Linked DNA regions of Dromaius novaehollandiae: region 2 is linked to region 1. A link is a contact called in public Hi-C data. All regions are on one chromosome and are shown on one strand. The core of a region is the stretch at or near the end of the contact, and the rest is flanking DNA. Distances in the headings are between cores, read along the strand shown.

Region 1 (6,625 bases), core at 1,951-4,450:
GGAACCTTATGGATACCAAGGCCCCTGTCAATACCCCGCAGAGCTGCCTACCATGCTGGCCCCAGTAGCTTTTCCTTTGGTACAGCAAAACCCCCCTAGCTGAGCAGGGGCTGGTGGCCATCTACAGCAACAGGCGTCTCAGCCCCTCGCCAGGGTGCCCAGGTGGCTCCCCAAGCCCTCAGGCCCAGGCTCCTACTGCAGAGAGTGCCTGCAAGAAATGCACAAGCTGCTGATGGCCTGGGAGTGCAGCCCATTGCCTGGCAAGTCATTCCCAGCAACTCCTCCACTGTAGCAAGGCATTTCTGCCAGTCCTTTCTCCCCTTGCTGCCCTGAACCTTGTCCTTCTGCTCCACGTGCAAAAGCTCAGCCAGGTTCACCCAGGAGGAGAGAGAAACAGCACCACCAAAGAGAAAGATAGAGGAAGCCTTTTTAAAGAGGCAACAGATGCCGAGCTGGCTCCCCCACCAAAGCGATTTTCCATGTCAAAGTCCCAGCACTGCCTTAAAGTAGGGAGCAGCTGGTGTTCACCTTGCTTAGCAATCTGGGCTCCTGCCTTCAGTGCTGGCAAATGCAGGGTGCCCAAGGTCTGGTCACTCCTGTCCCAGAGGATTTATAGGCTGTTTTAAAGCTGGTGGGTCCCTCCCACCAAAAAAAAAGAAAAAGAAAAAAGAAAGAAAGGAAGTTTATGCTCCTTTGAGGGACTCAGTGGAGTAGCCAGAAAGTGAAGAAAACCAAGGTGCTGCTCCATAGCCCAGCTGGGTGTTCGGATGCTGGCTGAGCCCTTCCCTGGAGGCAGGGAAGCAGCGGCCACAGCAGGACTGCGGTGGGTGCCCTCGTCCTGGCAGCGAGGTAGACACCTCACTTGCCCCTCCTTGCGCCCATGCAAATGTGTGCTCGGGAGCCTTGTTGTCCCCCACATGGAGCTTCATCGCCCTCATCATGTGGGATAGCTGCTGCCAAGCCCCCCTTCAGCAGGACGCCAGGCGGGTTTACAGCAGAAGTTGGTGTGTGTTGCATATAAGTGGGATAAAACCTCCCCTCACTGGATCGCCTCTCCTGCCTGTCTCACATGCCGCCGCGCAGCCTGCATTGCAATGTGGGCTCGGCGCAGTCTCAGGCTGGGGTAGCTCAGACGCACGGCAGCAGCGTAGGGGAGAGGATTTCTCTGTTCCCTGCTGGCTGCAAAGCAGTGGCGCAAATGATCAGGTGGTATAAAAATGAATCCACCCCCCCCGCCCCAGACCTTTATAAGAAATGTAGGATATTAATAATAGCCAGGATATTGCTTCAGCAAGAGGTTTGGGCCATTTGAGCGGATAGCAGATGAAAAGAGGAGGCTGGGATCCACACTGAACTGGCCTCTGTAGTGGCATTACAATACTTAGCCAATCAATCTCCATTAGAGTTCACAGCCCCTTTGATCAATCTCATCTTTAAAAATACCAATGCTCTGGAAGACTCAGGAACTGCTCAATGCTCCTTCATTATTTTCAAGCCATTAAAAAACAGAAATATTAGCTGCTGAACACTTTTTCCTTGTATTAAAATAAAATGCATAGGAAGCACAATGTTAAAAAAGCAGCTGAAAATGATTAAAAATAACAGAGTGATAAAAGTAAAATTGTTTTTTTCTAAAAATGTTGGCGTGTTGTGTTGCCATGGGTATTGTATTCATATGAATGAGCTCAAAGTGCCCTGCTACCTGTGTCTGTGTTGAACTGTGTGCGTCATTATAGATGGCTGTTGCATTAAATCCAGAAGGATTGCCTTCTGTTTGTGCAGAAACAAGGCTTTCTTCTATTGTTATACAACACAAAGTGATTATTGTATAAAGCAGGCTCATCTGAGATGCGTTTTGGTACACAGGAGGGGTTTTTTGGCTGTCGCGCATTTTCTTTTCTGGAGACTCCTGTAAACGGGTGAGCCAGACTGCCCTGATTCCCGTTAGCTCCAGCCCTGATCTTTTCCAGAAACACCGCCGAGCCCTGCAGAAGTGTTTCTGAGCTCGCAGCATACCCACTCCACCCTGCACTTCAGCTTATGGGGTATGGTGGGTATGTGGTTTACGGGTTTCTTTACTGAACTGGCGTGTGCTCGACTGACACGCATAAGCGTTTACACAGCTTGACACCGACGGAGGCCTGGCCAGAGCTGCAGAAAAATCCTTTGCTGGAGTCCTGCTTTTCTTTCTCTGCAGTGCTCTTTGCCATAATGGCAAATCGTATCTCAGTGGTAGGCCTGTGGTAACCAAACCAAAGCCTAATTTTTACTTTAGCCACAAGAAAGGATGCTTGTATTTCTAGCAAGGATTGAAAGAGATCAAAAATGACACTCTGAAAGCTTTGTGGGGTCTCTTGTGAAATGACTAGATGGTTTCAGGCTGCTTCTTCGTGGAGAGTTTTTATTTGTAAGCCAGCTATACATCGGATAGGCTTGGTAGGTCCTGAACGGACATGAAGGCTAAATGCTTCTCCAGCGTGCTTGAGGAATCCACATCCAGTAACCACCAAAGGCTGTTTTCCACTGGCCTTCACTCTGTTCTGTGATGACTAAATTGGTGGACTCTTGGATTTTGCCAGGATCTTTCGGCTGAGTCCCATCCTGGCACGAGGACATGAAGCAAATAGTCATTACTCCTTCTCTGCTTTCCACACCTTGGTTTCTACGCAAAAGTTGATGCCTGTGGGTCAAGGGGAGATAGCAGATCCTAGGATCAGGTCCCTGCCTGAGTCAGCAGGACCCTGAGGCAGGACCAGCCTCAACACAGGCTGAGAGGATCAATCCCCCATTCCTGTGGGCTGGCACTTGCAAACACAACAAAACCTGTTTAACTTTGAGAGAAAGCCTAGGTGGAAATTTTTGCTGGTTAAACACAAATCTGTCACCATTTGCTTTCTAGGGAGAATTTACAGACGTGGACGGGGCCTAAAACTGGGGCAAAAATCACTTCAGCATGTGTAAAAGTGTAAGGTTTCTCTTAGCCAGGCACACTGAGGCCTTCTTTTCCATTCCCTCTGCTGGGTCTCTTGCCAGGCTGGTGCAAAGCCAAAAGCAAGAAAAGGCTGAAATTAAAAGGGAATTTGGATGCTTAGTCAAAGCTTATCTGAACTCCGTTGGTTTGCAGAGCAGGGCTGCGCAGCCAGCTCTTGCGAGGCTTCTTATGAAACGCTGGCTATTTCTTGCTGTTTTTTCCAGCCTTCCCAGCTGTGAGCTGAGCTCCTCGCGCAAGTCTGGCACAGATCCAGCTGGAAGCCAGCAGCGCTGAACCGCCTCCGCACGAAGCAAAACAGGCTGGGGGAAGCGGAGCAGGGGCAGGAAAGGGACTGGACTTGCTGGAGGCGGCTGGATTTAAATGCCTGGAGTGCCTTTACCTGGCGCTGGGGTTGCAGTTTTGGTGGGGAAAGACGGTTGCTCACGCGGACCTCACTTGAGTGAGGACAGAGAAAGGCTGAGACAGGTCACTATAGCCTTATACACTGCAACAGCCCCCACGGGCTCCTCTGAAATTATTAGCAATGACAAACCTCCCATGCGAGATTTGAAAAATGGAGCCCTGGAAAATCCTGGAAACACATGCCTCTGGATTTGGGGGGAGCTGGTGCGAATGTGGAATCTAACCCTGATCCAAGTCCACACCTAGGGAGGGATGAATGTATGTGCTTAGGATGTGCTGGTTACAGTCTAGTTGTTAATGTGGCCCCTTTCTTCCAAATGGAGAGATCCTTGGCTATTGCAGAGCAGGAGGGTTTGAAAATGGATTATTATATATCGGACATAGCAGCAGCTGGAACCCTTCGTGGTACATGGCAGCGCAGGTGAATATTCCTATCTGAAAGCATAGCTTCTGACGATTCATCAGTAACAGCGTATTTTCTGACATCGCCCAAACATTCATGCTGGAACAGCTTCATAGCAAGACTCTGCTTTCTCTGCAGAAGCCCAGATATACAGCAACAGCTCCCAGAACGGCAAATTTGCCTTGCTCTTCCTTTAATTACTTCACTGCTTAAGGAAAAGAAAAACTGACACACTTTTCTTGCAAGTGGAGATTAAGCAGAAATTCAGCTCCAGCTCTGAACAGCGTACCTTCCAGCTTTGATTTTAAACAAACAACAACCAAAAATCCCTGATGCCTGGAGTCAGCAACTTCAGACCACATGGAGGTTCCCATGTCGCTAGCCTGATTTTCAAAGGTGATGAGCTGCAGCGGGCCCCCTAACCCTGGCAGAAATTGCCTGTATCAGAATAAATAGATAAATAAATAAATAAAAGAGTCAGTACAGACACTGGACCCCAAGCCTTGGCTTCTGTTGCAGCTTTTTCTTAGCAACCTATCCAGCAGATCTGTGTGTATGATCAGCATTTTGGGTCGGAGCTGGAGCTGCAAGTGACTACAGACAGACCAGGCTTGCCGGGCGCTTGGTCCGAGCTGGCTCAGAGGCTGACGCAGAGGCCAGATCCCCCACATGTCTGGAGCTGGACCCCAGCTGACATGGGGCTACCTGACTTCTGGACCGGACACAGCTTGTGTCGAGCCAGCTGGAGTGGCTGGAGAAGACGGGGGTCTGTCTGCACCTACCTTCACAGCTGTGCCCTGAAAGGCTGCCATAGACCAATATGGTTTACCTTGCAGGGGTGCATCTTTGTCAGGTCGCCCCCCCCCCCCCGCCCCCCGATCACTGCGCTTTTCAGGTTCATCTGGAGATCAAGAGAAAAAGGTTCTGCTCCTTAAATCCAGAAACAGTGCTAGATTCAAAAAGGAACAAAAGATATGTCTCTACTGCTTTCACCAGAAAGGTGTAAGGACACCCCAAATACTTCAGGAAATAAAAACAGTGCACTAAGGCACATAGTAAAAAATATTAGAGGAGCAGGGGTTCATTTGTTCATTTGCTGTGGAAAGGGACTAAAACACGATATTTCACCTTGCAGGACACTGTCCAGCTATTAGCCAGCAGGGCATCCTGGAGGGATGGGGGGTCACGGTCTCCCCCTCACCTGCTCCTTTATAAATAATGACATCGCCGCAGAGTTGGGGGAAACCATGAGGAATGCCACAGTCTCGGGGGAGAACATCCGCTTGGAAAGGCGGAGTCCCCACACCAAGGAATACTTAATGCGCCAGCATTAGCTAATCACTGATTTATATTTAACCACTTGGAGGGCATAGTATATATGTGCATTTGTGCTCCTTCTCTGCTTGGAGTATGGTGTTTGAGTACCCTAGTGAATGGTGCTTGAATTCCTCTTCTCCACACAAATACTTCTTTTTGGAAATCATATATGAAACAATTAGATATTAATGAATTTTTCAAAACAATTTCTCAGTATTGTTTCCTGCCAAAACTGTTTTCCAGTTTAAATCTCAACTGCGCTGAATAGTCTTGGCTTCCTAGAAACTGCATTTCTCCGTGAATAAATAATTTTCTAGTTCTGCCTCCTTCAGATCTTATGTCCCGTGGTATGCTTGGAATATCTCTGCAGAGGTGCACAGCACCATTTTCCATACAGTTCTGCACTCATTTTCTTTTTAGTTTGTAATAAGCAGTTGCACAAAACTAGTGCCTGAGCACAAGGGACACGAATGTCCCTTAGCATCCTTCCTGGGACTCCACGTCGCTCTGATCTGGGCCACCAGCTTCTGACCACGGGAATAGTCACTGGCTCTTGGTGCATATGATGCTTACTGCTACAGACAGTGCTCTCAGCGCAGGCGAAGGCCACCTCCCTCGTCCACCCCGTCACACTCCCCTCCTCCTCCTGATTAGAGATGTCGTCTGTGCAATAGTGCCAGTCTCCTGACAGTGTGGGAAACTGGAATACAGATGTTCCTCTTGATCCAAGCCTCGTACTTGGCATCACAGTGCATTATGCTCCATCCCAGACGTGCTGCTGGGCCAAAACACACACAAACAATTTTATTTTTAATCCAGATCTTTTCATAGCAGTCTAAATTTTGTAATTCCTACTCCTTCGTTTCCCCCTCCCTCCTCCTCCTTTTTTTGATGGCAGTGCGCTCTCAGGTTACATCCAGCCCTGGGTGTATCTCAATATGTAACTCCGACTCTATTTTTACACCTCTTCTTTGCTCAGCCGCTCACTCTGTGGTTTTCAATGTTGTAGGCAAACGAGAAGAAACACCTCTTGCAGCCCAGAGTCACATACGCAGCAAACAGTTCCCAAACCGCGGCCTGGGGCTGCCTCACCTGCTCTGCTTGCGTGACACTGCCCCAGCAGCTCGCATCTGGTCACTGAGGGCTTTTCCCTCCACACGCAGTCCTGTCGCCCTCCGGTCGAGTCAACTGTTTCATCGCTGTCTCCCCAGCTCTGTTGGAGCCCTCGCTTCCCTCTGCCTCCTGCACCCTGGCACGGAGACGCTGGGGCTCCCTCCTGCCAAACTGCCCTTTGCTCTTCCCCAGAAACGAGTCTCGCTCCATGTGACTGCCCCGGGGGCTGCTTTTCTTTGGCAGGTTTGTGCTCCTCTCCTCTGCAGATGTCCTCTCGTTGTTGTTGCTGTCGTTGTGGCAAAAGCAGAGGGACAAAAGGCCAGGCACCCTCTCCAGGGCTGCGGCACCGAAGAGAGAGCCACGTTAGCAAAGACATCAGGGTTTTTTTTTTATCGTTT
Region 2 (6,784 bases), core at 3,426-5,925, 210 kb after region 1:
CTGGCTTACAGTATATTGAGCCTATTTAATTTGAAGGGAGCTAAACATTATGAATACTTCTCATGGTATATATACGCGCGCACACACACACACACATATATATATATATTCCACTGGTTTGTATATGGTTCCTGCAGTTCTGCAAGTTGCCTTTTCATGCAAGTTTGGCTTGGAGAGAAAGCCACTTACTAAAACGTTTGACGTCATCTTTGCTAAAGATTTTTTTAAGGTAGATTGATGTTATTTTTCATTATCACTTACAGGTATCAGAACTGCTTTACTGGAGCACTCAACTTGGTATTCAATCTGCAGCACTCAAAATTATCCAGTCCTTCTAAAGAAAATGTCTCTCCCAATAATAAACCTAATTGTATTATATAGCACCACTAATGGAATTTTTTTCCAATTCAGCATCTAGCATATAAAATCTGAGTAATAAGACTTTGCAATTTGATCTTTGCTTACTGCAACATCAGATGCTAGTATTTGCATAATTGTCTGATCATGTTTTAGACCAAGCTGTTTTCCACAGCAGTGTCAGCCAACAGAAAGTTCAATACCTTGTGCTTTGCCTAAGGAATATATTCATGTTTTAATCTGTTCTTATAGTTTCCCCCTGCATCATGAGATCACCATCTTGATCCTGAGAGCCTCTATCCTCTTGCATGACCTTGAAAAAGGGGAACTCTAAAGCAGCTCACAGGTAGGAGATGACGGTGTCTCTTCTGCTGACTTGCTGCTATGAGTCTCAGCAGTTTCTTGCTGAGGCTGAATTTGGATTACCCAGGCTGCCATCGGTCACGCAGCATAGCCCCCACATGGGAGCCATGTGCAGTTCAAGAACTGCGGGTTAGTCACTCATGCAAGACAAGCCCTTGAATTGCTTTTTCACCCTTTTTATAACTACGTACTCCTCTATCACCTTTAATCTATACCTGTATGTAATGTTCACAGTGATGCTGTATGTGTGTATGTAACACTAGCTCTATGATATTCACAGTTTGAATCAGCACCGTATTCCTTTTGTGCAACATTTAAACAGTATTGTCTAAATTTGCACTAAGAGAAGTTACCAGGAATTCAAACTAACAGCTGTTGAAACAGAATTAACTGGTTTTGCTTGAGGTTTTATAAGCACTTCTGAACACAGTTGGTAATACGGTTTTAAGCTGGCTGAGCTCAAGGCAGAAGTGAGCAACACAGCAGAACAGGTTTTTCCTCTCACCATCACTTTCAGGGGAATAAAACTTTACCATCCAGCATAAAGCACTGCATCTTTTGCATTATATTTTTTAGGCTATGTCGACTATAGAGACATGTTAGGGAAACCACAGTAATCCCTCGCATTGTTCCTGACTTTTTTCCTAGCATCTTTGGGGGGGGGGGGGGGGGGAGGGGGAATAAGAACATTTTGAAACGAATAGCCATTGTTAAGGTAAAAATAATCCAGTCTTATAAAATTCCTCTTCCGTCAGAAGGGAAAAACCTTCTAAAATATATATTCAAACATACATGTAGGCTGATTATTTGTTTCAATGCAGCTACACACAAATCTACCAAGTAGTACGATGTCTGGAGTGTTTGTGCTTTACTACAACGTTCTAACAGTTGGGCTGAGAGAAGGCTAGGGAATATTTAAATTTAAGCAAAAAATCCTTAAATGTGAGAGGAAAAACTATTCTTTTGCATTTTCAAAGGAAAAATCCCCCCAATCCCTAAATTTGGGGGAAACAGTACAAAGTGAAATTTCAGTATACAATGTCTACAAACTTAGAATTTCAGTGCCTGAGAAAAAACTATTTTACACAAGGATTAAGTATGTATTTATTAGATGGTTATGATCTTGTGATATGCACACATTTCACTGTAATGATTAAGTACACTTTTAATATTAGAACTCACTCAAGGTCAAGCCTTTACGGTATGCGAAACAAAACAGACAATATAGAGAGAACCAATTCTGAGGCATGGCACTTCGACAAATGAAAAAAAATGCACACAGAATAAAATCAGTACGATTTGGATAATGTAAAACCAATTAATTCCTAGTAACCGAAGAGGATTACAGAGAAGAGAAGGTAATGTAAGGAATCGGGGAGGCAAGTGTGCCAGCCCTATTTTGAGGAAGAAAAAAAAAAAAAAGAGCTCCCTCCCAATACATTAAGATATCTCCTGAAAAGCAGAGTCATTCCTAGGCTGCTCTCCAACCTCCTTGAGTCACTATCTGCAAAGTAACCATGACTCCAGTCTTCTTGGATTTTGTTAAAGAGGCACTGACCTTTTACCCTAGTATATATACAGAGCAGCAGGACTACTTGGTTTCAAATAGCTCCCCAAAAATCGGGCGGTGTATGATATATTAAGTATAGTCATTTATCAGTTTTAGATATGCTGATTTATCTTCACTACCTAATTGCTCCCTCTGAAAAAAAACTCTTTATATGTAACAAAGTTATCCAGTATCTAGTAAGGCAGCGCTGGAAATAATTTAGAACAACAAATGAGTTTCAGATGTTAAAAATATTATTTAATTAAAGAAACATAAATCATACCAAAAAAGTTAAGTCACTTAGCTAATACATTCGCATTTATTTTAGAATATACTCTACATCTGAATAAAAAAAGTTTTAAATAAACTCCCATACATGTACAACCAGGGAACCCTTCATCCTTCCAGTGACACAGGCATGTTCACGAGTCCACTGGGCTTCGTCCCGGGTAATGTGAGTACTTTTACACCAGTGTTGTTATTTTCATTGGCTTTTTTTCAGCCTCATACTGGCCAGCTACACAACCGGCTCATACACGTACAAGTTCAGCCTGCCCATTTAGAGAGGCGCAGCGACTGCTCACCCCAGACCATACAAAAAAAATTAATAAAACTAGTACTGATTAATTTACATCTCTGTTTGTGCGTCGGTAAAAATAACTGCAGTTCTAGGAGCATGCGAGGAGACCTTACGCTTCATGTACACACGCGTTTATCATCGTTATAAAAGTAGTGCAAAACAGGAAAGCGCCGCCGGCCGCCGCCCGCAGGGGGAAGCCCCGCTGCCGCCACCGGCCCCGGCTCCGGGCGCTGCCGCCGCCGCCGCCGCCGCCTCGTCCTCCCGCGCCGCCCAACGCCCCCAACCGCCACCGCCGCGCTGCCCTCCCGCGCCCCTCCCCCCGCGGCCGCGCTCGCCCCCCGCCATCTTCACCTCCCCGCCCGCCGCGGTGCCGGCGGCGCGGCGCGGCCCGCGCTCACTGGCCCCAGCTGCTGAAGCCGATCTCCTGCTTGTATCGGTTGGTGAGCACATTGGCCTTGCGGGTGAGCTTGGAGAGCACCGTGTGGAGTCCGCTGAGGTGGTAGTGGAACTGCTGCTCCAGGTCCTCCTCCGCCTCGCCCTCCTCGGCGAGGCCGCGGCTAATGTCCGCGGCGGGGCCGCCGCTCAGCTTGTCCTTCTTGCGGCCGGCCTCCTCGCCCGCCTGCTGCTGCACCACGCCCCACTCGATGTCGTTGCGGATGGACTTGAGCAGCATGTAGTGGCTGTACATGTCCCTGCGGGAGAAGTAGGCGCCGGCGTTGGCCGGGGGCAGCGCGGGGTCCCGCTCGGGGCACACGCCGCCCGCCGCGTCCAGCTCCTCCAGCAGCAGCGGCACGTCGCGCAGCAGGCTGGGCACCATCACCGTCTGGTCCATGTTGTTGACGGCGCCGATGAAGCGGTTCATGGCGTTGAAGAGCGAGTACTTCTGGCTGTACGAGTCGCAGATCTGCATCATGGCGGCGGGGCGCAGGCGGCGCTGTCAGGCGGCGGGGACGGCGGCGGCGGGACTCCGCGAGCGGCGCCGGCTGCGGGGCGAGCGCGGGCGGCCAAGCCTTCCGGAGGGCCGCCTCCTCCTGCTCCTCCTCCTCCTCGCTAGAGCCACCGGCCGCCACCAGCTGCCCTCCGCCGCGGGCTCGGCTCGGCGGCTGCTTGCGACGCCCGGAGAGAGTCCTGCTGGGATGCGAGCGCGTAGCGCGCTTAGATTAAGGGCTGCGGAAGCTCATCTCTCTCTATCCCGCCTTCTAGTCTCCTCCCGAAACCGCTCTCCCGGAGGCGCATTCTTCTCCTCCCCCACGCCGGCTTTATCAGCAACCCCATCTCCTTTTTTAGGCTTCCCCTCCCCGTCGTTTCTCTTCGCCTTTCCGCCTCCCCCCGCAAGTCGCCCGCCTTCTCCTACCCCCCCCCCCCCGCGCTGAGGGCCTCCCAGGACGCCCCGTGAAGGCGCTGGCGACCGGGGCTTTCCGCTTCCCTCGCTCCAAAACGAGACGAGACGACACAAAAAGCGGCTCCCTTCAGGCCCCGCCGCACGCCGGTGCTCACGGCGGCACGGGAAGGGTGCCCCGCTGCCAAATTAAAACACAAGCGGCTGCAAGTCAGCGCGGCTCGGCTTGAAGCAAGAGACCGGCGGAGCGGGTCCGAGGCACCCACCGTGGTCCGGAGCCGCTCACCGCCCCGGGTGCTGCTGCTGGTGCTGCTGCTGCCGCCGCCGCCGCCCGCCTCGCCGGGAGCCCGCGCCGCCCGCTGCAACCCGTAGCTCCGCTCCCATCCCAGGTGCGGTATTTATAGCGCGTATCTTAAAATAAGGTGTTCCCCAGTGCCAGCCCCCGCGCAGCGAGTCACCATAAAGGCGGCTGCCGCTGACCGCGAGTAGCTCCGCGGCGAGGCGGGCGGCGGCTCCGCCTCTCGCTGGGGGAGGGCAGTGGCGCTGGACCCGTGCCGAGCGGAGCCGGGCGGCGGCTCAGCCAGCCCGCCGCTCCGAGAGGAGCCACCGCAGTCCCGGCGGGACCTAGTGAGCGTCCCGGCTGTGCAGACGTTAGCGCAGCAAATGCCGGGCTCAGTCCCCGGGGGAAGCAGGACGTCAAGAAAGGACTTTCTCCCCGTCTCCACCCCGCGACGAGGAGCCCCGGCCGTCACTTGAGCAGAAGGGGTGCACTGGCGCTGCGCGGTTTGCGGCGGCCGTCCCCGCCGAGCGGGAGGAGGCTAGTTCCCCGTCACCCTGCCCGGAGAGGAGTCGTCTAGGATCCACCTCCGCCTTCACCCCAGCCATGTTTAAATTCCTCCCCCACAGCCCCGGGCGGAGAGACCAGCCCGCCGCAACCCCCCGCTCGCGTGGGGCGCGCCGGCAATGAGGAGCGCTTTGTGCACCGCGCTCGCCGCCGCCCTGACAGCGCTACAGACGCCGGGGGCTGCTGCCAGCCCTCCCCCCTCCCCCAGAAGCAGCGCTCGAGTGGTCGCCGCGGCGCTGCACCGCCCCCATCTCCCGCCGTCGCTAGGCAGGGGCGCGAGGCCGTTGGCGGGGCGGGGCCGCGGCCAGCCGGGGGGCGAGGGGGGGCAGCGGACCCGCCTGACTGACAGGGCAGGCGGCAGCAGGGACACGCGGGCGCCGCGTGCTGTCCCCGCTCTACACGGCTGCCCATTGGCTGCAGCGCGCGTGACGGGCTGCCCGGCCGGGAGATAATGCCGCGGCAGCCCGCGCGCCGCGCCGTCCCCGCTCCGCGTCCCCCGGCGGGGACACACAGTCGACGCGGGCAGCCGAGGAGCCGCGGCTCCCGGGGCCCCGCTGCCCTTCCCCGCTTCGCCCCGCCGTGCCGGCCCGGGAGGAGGGGGCGGGGCAGTGCGCGCGCCCTGCGGGCTGCCTTTGTGTGATGGCCAAGGCCGCGCGAGCCGCCTGGCAGCAAGCGCGGGGCGGTAGCGACCGCCGGCATCACCCCACAGCCTCACCTCCGGGCCCAGCCAATCGGCGGGCGCCCCTCTGGCCCGACGCTGCCGCCACGTGCCAATCAGCGAGGCTTGGCAGCAGCCAATCAGACGCGGCCCCCCCTCCGCAGTCTTTCTCCGCCGGCTCGGGCGACCCTGGTAACAATCTGGAAGAGCGGCCGTGGGTCACGTGGGGTAGAGCGGTTGCCGGCGGGGAGCGGGGGTGGGGAAGGTGGAAAACGGCGCGCGGGAGAGAATGGTGTTGAGCGCGTTGCCGTGGCAACGGATCAACCACAGGCAGGGGCGGGGCGCGGCGGCCCCCTCCTGCCCCGCCGAGCTCGCGGAGAGGCGGCGCGGCCGGCGCGGCCTGGCTGCCCGGCGCCCCGAGGGAACCCGAGGGAACCTCACGGCCGGGAGTACCCGCCGCTCAACGGCCGCGGCCGGCTCTCCCCTCCCCGAGCGGCTGCCAGGCTTAACTAGGACAATTTCCTCTCCCAGCTGATGGACAAAAATACACCACAGCTTTTGGCGCTGGCGCAGCCTTAACAACGAGTGTTTTGTCGGCTGCAAAGAAACATTACGTCCTTGGGGGGGAGGGAGGAGGAAAAAAACCCACATCCATATGAAGATTACAGGCCCCAAATAACCCTCAGACAAGCCGAAGAAAACAGCGGGCCTCTGATGAACGGAGGCGTTGGATGTTAGCGTGGGCCCTGTAGCCTTTGTTTGGAGGATTTGGGGGGAACAGATAAAACCCCGGAGCCACACTGTTCATACTACCGGGGAGCCTAGTGTTGTGGAGAGGAGTACAAGCCTAATTCCTCCGAAAGGATCAACCCCGTAAGTCGCTGGGAAAGGCAAATCGCAACGGCCGCTGCAAGCAGAGGGTAGAATGACAAGCAGCCCTACATATGTATAATCATGCAAGTATATATTTCCGTGTGCAGCGTGGTGGGAGACAGAAAGACTAAAGAATTAGCAAATAGTTGAAATGTTAAAATGGATCAGCCTGAGCAGCTGCAGTCCACCCACAATCTTGATTTCGCACAATGCACTTTATT

Evidence for each region. Hi-C and Micro-C count contacts between places; a contact is called where the count stands out from the background.
Region 2: a Hi-C map of liver shows a contact between it and region 1, with 10 times the contacts expected there. The contact joins the promoter of MID1IP1 here to the enhancer-like site in region 1. A contact is called at or near these places in 2 of 4 Hi-C or Micro-C datasets (brain and liver).

Annotation. Positions count from the first base shown.
Region 1 is chr1:125,761,066-125,767,690 of bDroNov1.hap1, forward strand. No RefSeq gene overlaps it. Among named protein-coding and RNA genes, the nearest start is that of MID1IP1, 210 kb to the right of the region's middle. Within about 2 kb of position 3,201, at least 1 of the 2 cell types and tissues checked has open chromatin away from gene starts, as enhancers often do.
Region 2 is chr1:125,965,563-125,972,346 of bDroNov1.hap1, forward strand. MID1IP1 (MID1 interacting protein 1) reads right to left here and starts at 4,676. Exons shown (of 2, transcript XM_064497629.1): 1 at 4,455-4,676; 2 at 1,813-3,977. The coding sequence starts at 3,762. The coding sequence ends at 3,244. LOC112985480 (a long non-coding RNA gene) reads left to right here and starts at 5,196. Exons shown (of 2, transcript XR_010385123.1): 1 at 5,196-6,784.